2 separate regions of the Sus scrofa genome follow, and region 1 is linked to region 2. Evidence: chromatin contacts called from public Hi-C data. All regions are on one chromosome and are shown on one strand. The core of a region is the stretch at or near the end of the contact, and the rest is flanking DNA. Distances in the headings are between cores, read along the strand shown.

Region 1 (3,179 bases), core at 616-3,115, 44 kb before region 2:
GAGACAACAGCCTCAAATATGGGGAATTTTCTTAAATGTGAGGGATTCTTTGCTATACAAACACCACCTGGTATCTGGCCAGGATCTTTCCTGGAGCAGCTTCGAAAACCAAAGAGACAAGATCTCCCCATGGCCTCCATAACCCTGGCAGGCAAGGACCATTCCTTTAATTCCCCCTGAGACACCGGAGGGACAGAAGGTGTGATGGCTCAGGCCCAGTCTTAACTTGGGCCTCACCTGACTGAGGACATCCATGGCTTTTCTTGGGACCAGTGTCTGTCCAGCCACTGACTCACAACTCTGAGAACTGCCCAGGGAGGGGAAAACCATCTGAGTTAGACATTCTAGCCTTCACGCTGCTTCTGTGGAGCCAGCATGAGCAACAAGATACAGATGCTAGTTGCGGAGCTCTGTGTGCCCTGCCATTCAATGTCCCTGCCACCCTTTTAGAGAGCCCCCAAATCTCCCAAAGCACAGTGGGGCTGGAGTCAAAGGATTCAGGTGGAAAATGAGCCAGCGCAGGCTAATTTGTTCACCTCTCTGTGCCTGGGTTTCTTCCTCTGTTAATTCCCAGGGCTGCTCTATGAATTAGATGAGTTAAGCCTACAAAAGTGCAATGTATCAATCCTGGAATTACTTTCCTGCAGTACCCTATCCCCTAGCCATTCGGTGTCCTGAACAGACTGACAGAGGGCAGCTCAGGCAAAATCGGCCTGGCTAAAGCTGTCTCCTTAAGGAAATGCATTTAAAACTACCCGGGAAGAGCGGGACAAACAGAACGCCTTATTACACAAGACCCTAAGAAGGGCTATTATAGCACACGCTCTCCCAGCCTCCCCGACTCCCTGTAACAAAAAGAGATGGCAAATGTCACTGCACGTCTCACGCCTCTACTGCTGGAGGGCGTGCGGCCGGGCCGGGGCCACGTTTCTCGGAGCGAGAGCGGTTAGCGCTCCCGGCGGCGAGTCCCCCGGGGACGGCGCACGTGTGGGCAGCCTCAACCACCGGCACCGGTTGGCAGACGCCACTCGCCGCGGCTCGGACACCAGGCGAGCCAGCGGAGCCGCGACGAGCCGGAATCGCAAACCGTCCGATCGCGTGGCCAGACACGGTCAGACTGTGCAGAGCTGCACCGGCCGCCTCCCTCGGGAACCCCGCCTCCGCCACAGCGGCCAGCGGCGCTAGCCACTTTCCTCGCCGGCCGCAGCCAGCCGGGCCGTGAACGCGGGCCAGTGCCTGAGCCGGACGCAGACTGGGGCACCCTCGTGGGCTCGGGGGTGCCCCAGGGCCCAGGCGCGCAGCGGAAGGAGAGGCGCGGCGCGTTCTTCGGCGCCCCGGCTGCGCGCGCCAGCTCCCGGCGAGACGCGGGGTGCCACTGCTCCAGAGAGAGCGCAGTTTCGGGGAGCTGCCCCCAGGCAGCTCCAGCGCGGGATGCAAATGCAAACACAGGCGAGTGCGCTCTCCTCTCTTCTCGCTCCGTCCCTAAAGTCCCCTAGCGCCTCACCTTCACTGAGTCTACCGGGTACATGACCGAGTGCTCCAGGATCCCGGCCATCGCTCCGGCTGTCATGTGGGTGGATAAGGAGGCGCTGGTCGGCAGGTTCTCGTAGTCCTCCGACCCGGCGTCCTTGCAGCCGCCGCCGCCATCTCGGCTGTCCCCATCCATCCTGCGCCCCCCAGCCTGGCTCCCTACGCCGCCGCAGCGTAGCTCCATCCGCCGGCTCCGCGGGGCGCGGGAGGCTGCAAGAGGCAGGCGGGGAGGGGGAGGGGGCGAAAAACTTCACTTCTTTAAAGTGGGAACCACCTCCCCGGTGCTGCGGCGCCTGACGCCATGGCGGGCTGGGGTGGAGCAGAGGGGCCCCAATCACTGGAAAAGAAAAGGCCAGCCGCTGCCTCGCCATTGGTGTGCGGGAAAGGGGGGACCCGCCTCCCAGTGTGACGTCACTGTCCAGTGCAAATTTCCAAGCAACCGGACGGGGGCGAGAGACGTTGGGGGTGTCCCGGAAAGTTGTCTTACCTCCTGGTGAGGTGGTGCTGCCAGGCTTGGGACAGGCAGGGGGTCAGTCACTGGGGTGGGTCAGCCTGGCCGCAGGGGGCAAATGCTTAAGGCTGAAGGGAGATCTGGAAGAGTGGTCATTCTGCCCCTAGAGCCTGGGATTTTGCAAACAGTATTGCTCAGAAAGCTTTGGCATTCCTCAGGCCTGGAGTGGGGGGAAGTTATTGCGAATATTCTCAATGGAACAGTTATGGTGACTGCGGGGGGGGGGCACGTGGGGGTGGAGTAGAGTTCTAGAATTGAGGACCCACTGCATGATATGAGTGCTGCATTTCCTTTTGTGCACCAAGAGGTCATGTACCGTGGAGAGAAGAAGCTAAAAACTCAAGGTTCTGCACCAGGATGCTTTATTGGGGAGAACAGCCATTTACTCAAAGTCTTTTCTTTCACTGAAAACACAGAGTAAAATTTTCTCCTCATCACATTCTCACAAAAGGGCTAAATTCACCCTTCCCTGGGCTAGTGAAGACAAGTAGTCACCAGGATGGAGCCCTTCTGTGTAGGCACCTTCAGCTCACTTTTCTGAGGCTGAAAGAGCTTTAGAGGCCCAGTCTCACAGTAGGGTGCAAAGTAGCCGAAAGAGTGTATCTTGCAGTCTTGTGTCTGCCTGGCTTGAAAGGCTCTGGTCTCTAGTTCTTAAACTCATTCCAAGCTGTCTTCTCAAAGTGTAACCCAGGCTACTTTATTTTAACCTAAATGATACTGTCTTATTTCATCTGGGGATGGAGGAGAAATCAAAAAGTAGAGGAGTAGCCTATTAATCTAGGGCTCCATGGAAGCATGGCATCTGCACATCAAACTGTGCACATTCTGTGCCTTGAGGCATGGCTCTAGCTGATCAACTTTTACTGCCCGTTATCTAGAGAAGCCTTCTGGTCAGGAAAGCTGTGCCTTGAGATAATGAAAGGGTGGGGAAGGGGACCTTAAATGTGCTGCACCCCTCTTTGGCCTCACCCTGGGCCCAAGATTCAGGTCACAACAACCCAGGAAGCTCTCAGGGATTTAAGGTTCAGTGATGTGAGCAATGTCAATAGAGGCTTCAAGGCCAAGGCACCATCTCCCCGTTTTTGGTAGCTGCCAATAGTTCCTCCCAAGATGGACTAGGTAAAACAAGCTCTGTATT
Region 2 (3,208 bases), core at 664-3,163:
TGGAGCTGCAGCTGCCAGCCTATGCCACAGCCACAGCAATGCCAGATCCCAGCCACAACTGCAACCTACACCACAGCTCAGGGTAACGCCAGATCCTTAACCCACTGAGCAAGGCCAAGGATCAAACCCACATCCTCATGGACACTAGTGGGGTTCATAACCGGCTGAGCCACAGCAGGAACTCCCCCAAATGTGTTTCTTAATAAGACTTGAAAGTCAGAATGACTCCTTGATCCATTAGCAGGAGCGAAAACATCACTAATCTCATTGTCCCCCTCCATCAGAGCTCTTGGGTGACCAGGTGCATTGTCAGGGAAGAGTAATATTTTTCTGAGCAGGAGGTCGCAAACGTGGGCTTAAAATATTCAGTAAACCATCTTATAAAGATATGTGTTGTCCTCCAGACTTTGTTGTTCCATTTGTAGAGCACAGGCAGAGGAGATTTTTGCATTTTGGGAGCGGGGGCGGGGGGGGGGAGTGGTAAATGAGCACTGGCTTCAACTTAAAGTCACCAGCTGTGTTAGCCCCTGCCAAGAGAGTCAGCCTGCCCTTTGAAGCTTTGAAGCCAGGCATGAGTTCCCCTCTCTAGCTATGAAAGTCTTAGCTGGCATCTTCTTCCAACATAAGGCTGTTTTGTCTGCATTGATAAGCTGTTGTTTAGACTCACTTTCATTAATGATCTCAGCCAGATCTTCTGGATGACTTGCCTTGGCTTCTACACCAGCACATGCTGCTTCCCATTGTGCTTTTGGCTTTTGTGTTACGGCGTTAAACCTCACGAACCAATCTCTGCTGGCTTCAAACTTTTCTTCGGCAGCTTTCTCACCTCTCTCACCCTTCACAGAATTAAAGGCAGTTAGGCCCTTGCTCTGGATTAGGTTTTGGCCAAAGGGAATGTTGTGGCTGGTTTGACCATCTATCCAGACACTGAAACTTTCTCCGTATCGGTAATAAGGCTGTTTTGCTCTCTGATCACTTGTGTATTCACTGGAGTAGCACTTTTTCATTTTCTTTAAGAACTTTTCCTTAGCATTCACGACTTGGCTGTCTGGCCGAGAGGCCTCGCTTTCGTCCAGTCTCAGCTTTCAATGTGCCTTCCTCACTAAGTTTAATCATTTCTAGCTTTTAATTCAGAGACAAGCGACTCTTCCTTTCACTTGACCACTTGGAGGTCGTAGGAGGGTTACTGATTAGCCTAATGTCAGTACACTTTGTTTCAGGGAATAGGGAGGACCAAGGGGCAGGGGGATGGGGGAGAGAGAGAGGGAGAGAGAGAGGACGAGAGAGAGGTGCAGGGGAATGGCCAGTCAGTGGATCAGTCCAAACACACACAACATTTATTAAATTCATGGTCTTACGGGAGTGGGCCTCCCCTCCCCTCCCTGGGTCTCTCTGGTCCACTCTCCTCTGTGCAGCCTCTATTCTCAGGCAGCCTCCCCCCATCCAACATCAGATGGCTTCCCAACAGCTCCAGGTGGACAAGGCCCTCAGCGCCTGCTTCTTCCCTTCCATACCTGGGAAACTCAATCTGAACCATCCACGGCGGCTAGTGCGAGGAGATCTCTAAGTGGCCATGCCTGGGTGCACTGCCCACCCCTGGTGGACGGAACACACCAGAACCTCATGTTGGCAAGTAATAGCATGGTGTTTCGGCAGAAAACCTCAATGCTGTCATCATGAGGGGGAGGGCAGGGTACATCCTGGGCAAAACACAGGATGTCCACATTGGGTATCTACAGAGCAAGCTGGGGATGAGGGTCAGACAGCACTGAATCCCTGCAGAGGCAGGGCTTTGGACTTCTGGTGGTCACAGGGATGTGTGGTATGATAGGGTTGGCACTGAAACTTCTTAGGAGAAGTGGGGGATCATGTTATGGTCAAGTTCGTCCTGAATACCTAGAGCACCAGAATGGGGCCGTGGGGCCATCTAGTGCTGAGTGCTGGCGCAGTGGGGGAAGCCAGGGCACAAGACGGCCTCTCCCTGACGGCTCACTCCTTCAGTGCCAGATAGTTTGTGGTCTAGGAGGGGCAAGGGTCATTTGAAAATGTCTGAAGGTAGTGGGGGAAGTTTGGGGATGATGTGATTGGAAGCAGCTCTTGGCAATTGGAAGAACTGACCTCTGGAAGAGGGAGGACATGTGCTCTGCGGGGCCCCGGAGCAGAATCAGCACCAATGCGAAGAAGCTGGAGGGAGGTTTTTAGCTAATAATTATAGTCAATCCGTCTAATGAAGAAGCAGGGTTTTCCTCCAAGACAGTGAGTTCCCTGTCCTTAGAAGCGTTTAAGTGGTGATTTGAATGCCTCTAGTCAGAGATACTATATACAGGCTCCTATTTGGGGTGTGAGAGCAAGTCAGATCATTTTTAAGTAGCTCCCAGATTTAAACTCTATGACTTTGTTCACACTCAGAAGGAGGAAGAAATCCTCAGCCAAATGGCACAAGGGCTAAATGTTGCCTTCGACACCCTCCTACTTCCCATTTTGGACCCCTTTTTTTCTGTCTTCAGTCACCTCCATCTCATCCCCAGGAGCCTGCTGCTCTCCTGATGCCTACTGGATTCCCAGCCAGGTCTGCCTTTTAAACACAATGTCCCTGCCCCCAGATGAGTCCCCTTCTTCCCCTTCGAAACATCAGAATCTAACCGCCTACTATCAACAAACAAAGCAGATGTTAACTAACACCAGGAATGAGAGATTTTGAGAAACTGAGCACTGTCAGAGGAACTGTAAACTTAATGATAACCAGTCTGTATCATTCATTCTGAATCATTTTTCATTTTTTAGCTTCTATGTTCACCCTTAAATATGTTTTTGTTCCTCTTGCCTCCTTTAATGAGACAGTTAGAATCTGTAGGCAGAAGCTGTATGATATAATATTCTGAATGCTGCACAAAACTTTGTATTTCAGTAACAGGAAATGAGTGGATTAAAATCAAGGTGAGTCAGCTTTATTCGTGAGATGGTTTGTTCATTTGTTCACAATGTCTACCATCCACACCCCAGGCACTGAGACACCTGAGAGGGTATGGAGGTGAGTGAGATGGGGCCCTCGCTCCATGTGGAGAAGAAGTGAGACAGAAAGTGCCTACTAAGCTCTGGGCACTATACTAGATGCAAGGGGGCAGTCTTGTCACATTGGACTCTTCGACAACCCCATCAGGCAGGGATGGTTCGTTTCCTTTTTTTTTTTTTTTTTTTAAGGGCCTCA

The links. A called contact is a pair of places that touch in the nucleus more often than the background predicts.
Region 1: a Hi-C map of fetal liver shows a contact between it and region 2, with 3 times the contacts expected there. The contact joins the promoter of SLC25A37 here to the enhancer-like site in region 2. A contact is called at or near these places in 2 of 5 promoter capture datasets (fetal liver and liver), 13 of 47 Hi-C or Micro-C datasets (blood, brain, embryonic fibroblasts and 8 more) and 1 of 2 datasets of contacts at active chromatin or transcription factors (skeletal muscle).

Annotation. Positions count from the first base shown.
Region 1 is chr14:7,663,688-7,666,866 of Sscrofa11.1, reverse strand. It overlaps SLC25A37 (mitoferrin-1), which reads right to left and starts at 1,865. Exons shown (of 5, transcript XM_021072304.1): 1 at 1,505-1,865. The coding sequence starts at 1,714.
Region 2 is chr14:7,619,411-7,622,618 of Sscrofa11.1, reverse strand. It overlaps the pseudogene LOC110256693. Among named protein-coding and RNA genes, the nearest start is that of ENTPD4, 17 kb to the right of the region's middle. Within about 2 kb of position 1,913, at least 5 of the 83 cell types and tissues checked have an H3K27ac peak or open chromatin away from gene starts, as enhancers often do. A contact at or near this core is called in fetal liver, where this site is marked.